Linked DNA regions of Drosophila melanogaster: region 2 is linked to region 1. The links are chromatin contacts, called in public Hi-C maps. All regions are on one chromosome and are shown on one strand. Each heading gives the region's core, a stretch centred on a gene start, on an enhancer-like site or on the middle of the called end of the contact. The rest is flanking DNA. Distances are from core to core; before and after follow the strand shown. Region 1 holds the start of 7B2 (7B2,). Region 2 holds the start of PEK (pancreatic eIF-2alpha kinase).

Region 1 (5,488 bases), core at 10-2,509:
GGCACGAAAGAGGAACACCAAGACCTAGAGGAAATCGAGCTGGATGACGACCCCTCTGCCGCTGTGATAGCGGCAGCAGAGGCGGCAGCAGAAGCGGCGCAGCAGGAGGATCTACAGGAGCAGGAAATGGAGCGGGCCGCCAAGAGGCGCAGTAACTTCTTTATCTGCGACGAGTGTGGAACCCTGTTCCACGATGCGTTCCTGTACACCGAGCATTTAAATGGGCACCAGAACCGGCGGGATATGAACCAGTTCTTCCCCTGCCCTGAGTGCCCACAGACTTTTAACAAGAAGGCGCTTCTCAAGCAGCATCGCACCCAGGTTCATTTAATTAACCGCAGGTTCCAGTGCACCATCTGCCACGAGGCTTTCGCGTCTCTGGGCGCTAAGTTGCGGCACGACAAGTAAGGAGGCTGGGAATTGAATGCTAGCGCAGCACTATATGCAACTTCCAATTTCATTTTAGAGCCCATAAGAACGAACGACCTTATCCATGCCTAGAATGCGGAATGATCTTCAGCAGCGTTTCCGAATTGCAGAACCACTTTTCGACACACTCAAAGCAAATCCGAAAGTTCAGGTAAGCTTGTCAGCTTGCGCAGTCATATGTCTTAATATCGTATTTTTTGCGTTTAGGTGTGAGCCTTGCAACATGGATTTTATAACTCGCCGAGGCTTGGTGGCCCATACAAAAACAGCACCGCATAAGCGCCTTGCCAAATATATGCAGGATGAATTCGATTTCATCGAATTGGCAACCTAACCCTCAATTATTACCACCTTCTTTCTAAGTAAATGCTAAGGTCAAAAAAATAAATCATAATTGAGTAGTTCAGTTTACTACTTCGCTACCATAATATTCGACAATGGAGTATCGGTTCAATGTTATTTTTTTATAAGTGTATTTTTAATTTATTGAAAATAAAATTCCTTCAGTTTTACTTTCAAGTCATTTTTTATAGTTCATACTTTTAAATTAAGGAGGGAATGGAAATTTATAGCGTATTACCGTGTAACATAAACCTCTAGTCATACAATTCAAGAAAATAAAGTTTTCTTAGCGACTAAGTTTTCTTATTTTCTTCCAGCATTTTATACTAATAAAGCTTAAAGAGGCCTGAAAACCTCAGCTCCAGCAGTTTGGCGCTAATCTAATTCTCGGCCCCCCACAGGACTGCTTCAACATAAAAGAGCTTTCGAGTACGGCGCATGCGTCCTTTCAGCTGTGGCTGCCATAAGGCAGCTTCGATTGGATCTGCGTATATTTCGCAAATTCAACTGGTAGCCGCCGCACGAAGCACAGAGCCCTACGTCACGTTAGTATATACACGGAATCGGAGCAGCTGCCGCCGAAAAATCAATACCTTACCAAACTTCGACGTGGACGGTTGAAACCGCTTGGAATCGCAATATGTTGTTCCGTTCGCAAAGTAAGTCTGCTGAAGTAATATTTATAGGTGGGTGAGGTAAGAGAATAGCCCATGTTTTTCCAGGTGTGTACATGATGGTGGCGATGCTCGTGGTCGCCTTGAGTGGCTACCAGGTGCAGTCCTATAGCGCCAAGGATATTCTTGCCGATGTCTTGATGACGGATCTGCTGAATCGCATGGACAAAGACATGCAGGTGGGCTATTACGACGTGGGCAACGAGGCAGCCGCTGGCTCCAAGGACAACGTGGACCTGGTCTCCCGGTCGGAGTACGCGAGGCTGTGTGACGGCGGAAGCGACTGCATCCTGCAATCGGGCTCGGCATCGGGAGCTGCCTCCCATCCTTCGCTGCGGGATGACGAGTTTCTGCAGCACAGTTCGCTGTGGGGTCACCAGTTCATCTCCGGCGGAATGGGAGAGGGTCCCAACAGGTATCCCACTATAGTGAAGAACGACGCCGGCCTGCCTGCCTACTGCAACCCTCCTAATCCCTGCCCTGAGGGCTACGACATGGAGACGCAAGGCGGCAGCTGCATTGTCGACTTCGAAAACACGGCCATCTTCAGCCGGGAGTTCCAGGCCGCTCAGGACTGTACCTGCGACAACGAGCATATGTTCGACTGCTCGGAACAGGATAGTGCTGATGTGGGCGGCGACAAGGGTGACCTGAACTCCGCCGTGGAGCAGTACATCATGCAGATGGGCCAGGAGAACAGCCTGAACAACGTTAACAGCCTGGCTAAGAAGGCCGGATATCCTGTGATGCCCGATCCTCGGCTGGACGACGCGGTCATAAACCCGTTCCTCCAGGGCGACCGCTTGCCCATAGCCGCCAAGAAGGGCAACCTTTTATTCCACTAAGGTAACTCGCTGATAACGCGAGCATACACGACGTTTCCATATGGGTGTCTAATACTATTATCTATCATAGCTGGTTATCAATGTTGTCCCGCAAGCGATGTCTAGTAATGTTTCTACCCTTTCCCGAAAATAAAGTTATTCGTATAGTACCAGGGCTCTAAGCCGAAAATATGCGGGTATTGGTCTAAACTTGGGGTAGGGTCTCCACTACCGAAGGTGGGTTCGGATGTAGCTTATCCTTGGGATGACCCAAGTTTGATGAGAGTGAGAAATATCGAATATCTGTTTGATGCTTCTATTTATTGTTTTAAAAAGTTTTACAATCCATCAAATCATCAATGATTATTCATTTAAAAAGAACTATCCTCGATATGTCGTCGAGTGTACAAATAGGCCACTGCGGTTCAGCTCCACGTTGAGTATTTTGTGTCAGCATGCACTGGCCGCGTGTTTCGGATGATCCACGCGGGTATTGACTTAAAGATAACCTAACAAATGATAGTATAGTACATCGCATGAATGTTGCTGCCACAGTGGGCGATCAGCCACCCAATTATTGGCACACATCGACACTGGCAGTGTGATTAGCTAAGCATAATGTTCGTTCTGTTGCCATGAAGCCTTATGAACGACCTGATCCTTCTGAGCCAGAGTGTCCTGGCTCTCACTCGCGTCCCTATACATACTATACAACACAATCCTTCCTTCTGACTACAATTCTAGGTATTGGCTTAGTCTTAAGTTTAGGCAGTTGATGGAAAGAGGCGGAATTCGTTAACAAGTTACCTAGGTCTAACTTAGCTCTACGTCTAGGATGGGCGGGTCCTTCACAGGCGACCTGTGCCATTACCGCCGCCGCCGTTGGTGTTCTGGCCCCAGGAGACCTGGTGGTGCGGGTGGGGATGGGGATTCCTGGTGGTCAGCCGCAGGGAGTTGCCGTCGCCGTCCTCGTCGATCACATGCTCGTAACCCTGGTTGATAGTGCCGCCCCCATTCGAGCCGTAAATCTGCTGCAAGTGTAAGCGGACGTAACAAAATATTTCCATGAGAATACACATATTTTATGATTATAAATTGGCCTTTACCTCGGCACCACCACCGTTCACATTGAATACATCCTTGATGCTGATGCCTGCATTCGAGACACGTCCGCTTCGCTGATTCGGCAGAGCTCCATTGTTGTTAATCTACATATATGCATTAAAGAAGTTATGATCCTGTATCTAAAATTTCTCCAAAAACTTTTCTAATCTCACCGGTGCTCCAGTTGTGATTCCGTACTCGTTCTTTGCTCCCAGAGTTTGCATCGCGGACTTCCGCCTTTCGGCCATCACCGAATTCTTACGCACCTCCAGTGCCCGGATGGTCTCCGCCCGCATTGTCAGGCGGCGGGTGAGAATGGGCGTGGCCGGATTGTTCTCCGCATCGGCGGTGAGTTTCAGGAAGCGCTTCTTGAACGCCACATCCAGGGTGCCGATCTGGCGACGTGGCTGTCGCGCCTTCTCCAGATTTTGAATGGTCTTCCGCCTGGCTATGCGATCTGGCCCGGAACCGGAGTCATTGTCGTAGTCGCCATCGATTCCCTGCAGCCTCTGCAAGTTCTTGACGATCTCCACAGCATGCTAAATAATATCATAATTTTATTATTTGTATTAATGTCAATTACGGGCCACCTACCTTATCTATTAGTTGGTCCTGTGTCAGATCCTCAGACTTCTTCTTGCAGAAGTTGAGTTCAGTCGAGGCCAGGATGTGCGAAATGGTTCCAAATCGATGGAACAGCATGGCCGTGAACTGGATTATCAAAATAAGAGCAAAGAAGAATACGAACACCAATCCGATGGGCTCCAGCTGAAGGTACTCCTTGGAGATGTGCACCTATGGGGGATGAGTAATACGATTAGCGGGGCCCTGAAGGAGTTGATTTTGGGTTAGTGACACTGAACGATTTGATTGGTTGACGGTTTGGGCTTGGATAATGGCTGATCTTGATACCAGTAGTCGGTGATTGTGGCATGTTGAGGTTGAGGTTGTGGTGTGATACCATTTGGGAGGTAGGTTATATGTCGGGTTTGGTTTTATTTATATATTTATTGAACACATTGATGTCTGAGGAACAATGAACATGCTGGCCGCACCTCTGGCCCTTGTGTACAGAACTGTGATTACTCAGAGGGGGATACTTAAGTATGTTGCTTACAGTTTACCGTGTTGTCATTTTAGGGCTAACTGTTAGAACCGCGAAAATGCCAAGATGTTGTTCTGTTGTTTTTACATGATGTATTCGTATGATAAACAGCCTGAACCATTAGGATGGGGCTAACAAGGTAAACGGGAGTACCGAGAACAAAGAGCATCATTAGCTGTTTGGTGATGTGACATGTTGGACATGTTGGGTAGTAAACATTTAGAGAAAGTGAAACTGAGGAGGACAGGCAGGAAGTTAGAGGACCCGTCCGGAGGTTTTAGGGTAAGACAAATACACTATGACAGCACAGTTGTGGGTAATACTATATAACATCGAGAAAAGCTTGTGTATAAACCTCGGATGTCTCTTCGATATAGGTAATGTTGGTTTTGACGCCCAACGGCCAAATAATGTGTAGCTTGTCCTTGTTCAGTTGCAACAAGAAGACAATCAGCACGAACAGGGCGTTGGCCATGAAAAACGCAAAGACCGACTTGTTCCGCAGCTCAATCAGGTCGGAGGCAATGCGGGCCTTCATTTCGATTCAGTTTGGATTCAGTTCGATTTCAGATTCAGATCGTGGCGCCAAAGAAAGAATTATACCGAAAAAAGAGTAGTGTTAGTTTGGCGTGAAAGCAGCAATTACCTCCTGGGTGGACTCGTCGTAGGTGATGTTCGTCCGCACTCCGAAGGGCCACTTCACGTGGATGTTGTCCTTGTTCAGCTGCAGCAGGAACACGATCAGCACGAACAGTGCATTGATCATGAAGAACGCGAACACCGACGAGTCGCGCAGCTCCTTCAGATCTTTGGCTATGCGGGCCTACAAGAGCGTTATCCGATCCGGCGATAGGGGTTAAGTTATGTTCGGTTCGGTATTTTCGGGATGAGGGCTTTTCCGGGGAAAATACTCACAGCGAACCATAAGGCTGGCTTCGGCGGGCCGAAGTTTAAATACTCTACCATACTACACATCTATATGGATCTATTGTAGTAGACTAGATCTAGAA
Region 2 (5,221 bases), core at 554-3,053, 88 kb after region 1:
CGTGTCAGCGTAACAAGGATTTTGTAGCTTGTGGAATTTAGAGTGGGCGAGGCCAATATGTTTTTAAAAGCCGTTCTTGTTAAATATAAGAATACCGTATACCCTTTATGTAGGTAATATCCAATTACCATGGGCGAGCTTGAAATAAACAAACACAAGATTTTGAAGAAAAAACAAAAAACACAGCATACATAGATTCAAGTAATGATTTGATTTTTATGTAATATTTTCTATTCGTGCAATTAATGTAAAAATTGAATTTTCTGTAAGTGAGTAAGCCTTTGGTTAACTGTTTAAAATATTTCAACTCGAAAGATTAAATACTAGAGTTAAATTTGCAATTATACAAAAAGTTGATTTGTGCTTGCAACCGATTCCGTCACCAGGTACACGGTGCATGGGGCAAGAATAAAGGAAAGCAGGAAAAGGGGCACACTGGCAGACCCAGCTGACAGCGTAGAAAAGGTAAATGGGAAGTAAACTCAGCTGTTTTTGCGCCAAGAAGACAAGAACTCGAGGAACAACAAGTGTCAGTTGGCCCCTCTCCATTTCCCCTATCGCCATCTCTGTCGCGCCCACCAAGGAGCCGAAAATGGCGCCCGCAAAAAGGGGGGATAAAGCAAACGGGGGGAGAATTGTGAAATTCAGTGAAAACCTTGCACAAACGCAAAGGAAAGCAAAACAATCGGGGAAACCAGTTCGGATTGGCATGCTTGCCAAACAACATATCTAGACGTCTGCCTCAAACAAAAATTCAGTTAAGATCTTGCAAATGACTCACCGCATGCTTGATAAGCGCGTCCACTGATTACGGGTTTTCATAGTTGGCCAAGGTGCAAACATGTGGGTTCATATTATCAGATCGCTCCCAGACTTCAAGTTGAACAGAAGCTCTCCGAATTTCTCGTGTTAGACGGGACAAGGTACTTAAAGCTAAGGGCCGTCGCAAATGTTACCAACTTGTCGGATCAGCCGAGAATTTTGAGCTACGTATTTTCACTGGCCCCCCGTCGTACCACAGTTCTCTTCGAATTCCCCGTTTTAGCTGATTAAATAGGCACTTTTCGAGTAGTTCAACCAAATATCACTAACGTGTTCTTCGCAATATTTGCCTAGGTGCTGGCTGCTCGTTTATCCACTTGCACCGCGTTTTAGCGAATGTTCGAGAACATAAACATAACACACACATAACGCACTCTTCTTCTTCTGCTACAATCCATTCGATACCAGTGCATTCCTCCCGATACTTTGGTTAGGGTACGTACCTTCTTGCAACGCGACGCTCCTCCTGATCTACGCAGTGTTCGAGCCCGGGGGGACGGGGAGATCCGGCAGTCTGGAGCTCCGAATCAGTAGTTGGGTGCCCAGCTAGCACCTGGGCGGGATCGAAAGCCACCAGGCCGGCCATAGTGAGCGTGACGATCTGCAGGAAGCTCAGGCTCCGGCGACGATGCCTCACGATGCCATCCAGGTCGTCCTGCATCGTACGCGCATATAACGTAATCCTGGTCGTTGGCGATCGGACGCGGGGAACGGTGCAGAAATGCAAGTCTCTAATTGGTTCGAACGGTGACGTGTTGACCTCACTTCGGGGGGTCGGTTGGTGGAACAGCGGCGGCAGTGGCTCCCGGCAAGGTCGGCGCACATCTCCGCATCACTCTCGATGGCTCCTGCAGCAATCAATCGCAACTCCACTATTTAAATCCACTAAAACTGGTCAGTTTATGTTTTTGTTCCGATTGGGCCGCAAAACGCGCGATTGCAAGTGTGACCGCGTTTTGACAGCCTTAAAATAACAGATGACACCACAATACAGTTTATTTCGTCATTACCTAAAAGTACCAAAAAAATACACACGGTGGGAACAGTTTCACTAAGGTTTTACTATTTTAAACTTTTCCAGTAACTAATTTAAAACAATGTTTGACGCCCATGTTTTGACACAAATAGGGACAACTTAACAATAATTATTAAAGTAGATGAAGTATTATTTCCATCTCATCTCTTATTGAATACTTCTATTATTCGACGTGTTTTAAAAATAAATTCTATTCGGCTATAATTCTGACACATACCAAATGAAATTCAAACATTACTTTAATTTAAATATGCTCTACCTTCTAAAAATATGTTAGGTGGTATATTCGTCATAATATAGAAACGTTTATTACAACATTTATTCTTTTTAAAAAACTTTTGATTACTATGAAACCATTTCCTTGATTTTTTTAGAAACCGCATTGTTGATTAACAGAAACTTGAATTCGTATGATTTTCGAGCAGAAAGGCTACGCCATACACCCCTAGTGTCCTTGCGAAAAGATTCGTTAGTAGTACACACTACAGTATTCGTTGACTTTGGCAATACAAAAAATAGTTTTGAGATTTTCAAAACTAATTAAAATCTATTATGGTAGAAGTGGTATGTCTGATCTAAAGGAACGACATTAGCCAAGAGTCTCGAAATCCACATTCAATTCGTACTCTAAAACGTTTCCATCGTCTTCATCTGCTACTTAAGATCAATATAAATGGATTTTAATGCGAAGTGGATGGTCCCGCCAAAAGATAATTCATTGCAGTAGGGAAAGTCAAACCGAACAGCCATCAATCGATATACAGATTACCGTCAACTTTCAATCGGTATCTCGCCTTAATAAAAAAGCCAAGTTGCGTTTTAATTAAATTTAAAGTGTTTCATTTAATGTAAAACGGATTTTTTACTCCTGCAGGTCAGTAATTCAAGTCGGATATTAACTTAAATCCTTGATGGGTACAGCATCTGCAAGAAAAAAGAAGGCATGTTAATACAACCCAATTGTCGGACAGAAAAGGTGTGTTTGAACTAACGATGCGGATGCGGTGGCCCATGGCATGACCGGGCAGGTTCCTGTTGAAACGGGCACGCACAGCGCCGGTGTTGCCGTGGATGCGGGTGACCTTGCCCCAGACAGCGCGGACGCGGGTCTTGCGCTCGGGATGCTGCGGCACGCACTTCTTGGTCTCGGCCTTGTAGACATAGACGCAACGCTTCCCAACGTAGAAGGATCCGTGCTCCTTGCGGCGGGCGCCCTCAATCTGCAATGTAATATGTTGGTTAATCAATTACATTACTAAAATGTTTTTACAGAACTGGAATGTATTAATTATTATTTGAAAAACTCTGTGAAGTCCGGACCCATCACATTGAAGTATAGACATACCTTGAGGATGGCCTGGTTCTCGTGCTGGTTCCTCAGACCACGCTTGTAGCCGGTGAAGACGGCCTTGGCGAAGAGGCGTCCGTGACGCTTGTACTTCTTGGCGGAAACTTTAGCCTCTGAGGCGGCGGGCTTCTCGGCCTTAGGCGCCTTGACGGCCTTGGGAGCCTTCTGGGCCTTGGCGGCCTTGGGCGCAGTAGTGGACTTGGCTTGTGTGTCGGCCATGGCTTAGCTGTGGATGAGAAAAGATAATCTTTAGAGCCGTAGGCATTCATCATAGGTATTCGTTGGGGCTTGAGGGTTTCGATCATTTGCATGCATTTGATTAAACGAAAAGTACTTTAAACATTGAAGATATTGAGGTGCACAGCTCTGGGCAACAGTACATTAAAAACATCATTTTATATAAAAATAAAGCGGAGTCTGGTGAAAATTCCTGTACCCGACCGGCCTGGGGCAACATTTAATGATAAAAACAAAAACTGATAACACGGATCACTTATTAATCTTCCACAAGAAGTTATTGAAATCACGTTAAAAACAACAAGAAAAGCGGAGGCCAAAAATGAACGCTGAAATTTTGCAATCAATGTGCACTGTGCGAAGCATGGAACTTTTGGACGGCATCGAGGTGCTATTACGAATCGGGCAGTGCCCGTAGGGTACTCCTATCCTGGGTTGTCCCAAGGAACCACTTAGTCACAAAAAATCACAGATAAAGTTCGCCAGTAGATTTTTGTGCACGTGGGTTGGCGTTTGCAGGTTATTCCATGATTATTTGCCGTTTTTCCGGTGTACAGACTCCCATTATGGTGTCCGCGGAAACCCACCTTGTTGTTCGATGAATGTATTAACACCGCTAAAAACAAAAACAGAATATTATTAAAGGAAAATATACAGAGAAATTTAATTTACTTACTTCGCCGGAAACGAAAGCGAAAAGAAGGAAATAGTGTGGCTGCCTCTAGACGCCACAAAAACGCGATATGTTAAGTGAAACAGCGCGCCGTTGCTCGAAAGTGTGCTGTTAGGGGCAAAATAAACCTCAGTTGAAAAGAAAACCCTTAGTAAAAATAAGACAATACATTGTTTAAATTTTAATTTGTATTCACAGTTTATGCATACTCAAGATACGAAACATGGGTTAGTTTAAATCGGGTTGAAGAAACCATATGCTCTTCTCTGTTAAAACTATAAAAAACAACTGCTTAGGCTCATTTAGATGGTTCCTTTCTAACATTCAACTTTATGTATGAAATTATTAAATATAATTGTTTTCCTCTGTAATTTTACATTTTTAGTTTTACCAAGCTTTTGCCAACTAACCACATTTTAAAGAATAAAAGGGATAAATTATAGATAAATATATCCTTTAATATGGTAAATTTATTCCGCTGAATAGAAAAAGCAAGTAACACTATCTGCAGAGTAATGGGGTATACAAGATTCGTATTAAAACGCAGAAAAAGTCATCTTCGATTCTCTAAGGTGTACATAATTGTTCTTGATTGGACTAAAACTAGTCTTGTAATCTCTTGTTTTATATTTAGATTACAGATTTAATTATTTTCAAATTTAAATACAAATTCTGACAGATTTGCCCCTGAAATGTTATCGACAAACGAATGTGGTTATCGCCGACTCGCGCAATCGCATAGAGTTTTTTTTCAGTGCCGAAAACAACATCAAAATGTTCATAACAATGTTGGGATTTTAGAGACAGCCACAAAATTTAGAAGCACATGTGCCCTGCTAGATCGAACCGAACCTGAGAACTGATCGCCGAAAGAAGCTGCAGATTGTTGCATAAACCGCGCGCGCAGCTACCGCTCCGAACTCGAAAAGGTGCTCCACGGGTCTCCGAGCTTTCCGAACTTTGGATGCGCCGCGATGAGCTTGTTGGTGCAAGTGTTCAAGTGGGACCAGCGATGTCCCATGCTCCACAGGGTGGACATCCTGCTGCGGCGTGGCGTCAAGAAGCAGGCGGTGTATCCGACCAAGTGAGTGGGGTCCTGAATCCT

Evidence for each region. Hi-C and Micro-C count contacts between places; a contact is called where the count stands out from the background.
Region 2: a contact with region 1 is called in a Hi-C map of the Kc167 cell line, with 2.6 times the contacts expected there. The contact joins the promoter of PEK here to the promoter of 7B2 in region 1. A contact is called at or near these places in 47 of 107 Hi-C or Micro-C datasets (the Clone 8 cell line, the D17-c3 cell line, the Kc167 cell line and 17 more) and 5 of 6 datasets of contacts at active chromatin or transcription factors (the Kc167 cell line and the S2 cell line).

What each region holds. Positions count from the first base shown.
Region 1 is chr3R:5,375,521-5,381,008 of dm6, forward strand. 7B2 (7B2,) reads left to right here and starts at 1,260. Exons shown (of 2, transcript NM_138986.4): 1 at 1,260-1,430; 2 at 1,494-2,455. The coding sequence starts at 1,412. The coding sequence ends at 2,290. It overlaps CG14667, which reads left to right. Exons shown (of 4, transcript NM_001014607.2): 2 at 1-404; 3 at 467-580; 4 at 637-940. The coding sequence ends at 763. It overlaps kkv (krotzkopf verkehrt), which reads right to left. Exons shown (of 11, transcript NM_206430.3): 7 at 5,125-5,301; 8 at 3,968-4,168; 9 at 3,547-3,912; 10 at 3,376-3,477; 11 at 2,573-3,300. The coding sequence ends at 3,118.
Region 2 is chr3R:5,462,950-5,468,170 of dm6, forward strand. PEK (pancreatic eIF-2alpha kinase) reads right to left here and starts at 1,804. Exons shown (of 4, transcript NM_141281.3): 1 at 1,266-1,804. The coding sequence starts at 1,483. It overlaps RpL35A (Ribosomal protein L35A), which reads right to left and starts at 4,152. Exons shown (of 5, transcript NM_141282.3): 1 at 4,120-4,152; 2 at 4,031-4,059; 3 at 3,204-3,432; 4 at 2,851-3,078; 5 at 2,681-2,782. The coding sequence starts at 3,425. The coding sequence ends at 2,759. It overlaps POLDIP2 (Polymerase (DNA-directed), delta interacting protein 2), which reads left to right and starts at 4,829. Exons shown (of 4, transcript NM_141283.4): 1 at 4,829-5,200. The coding sequence starts at 5,091.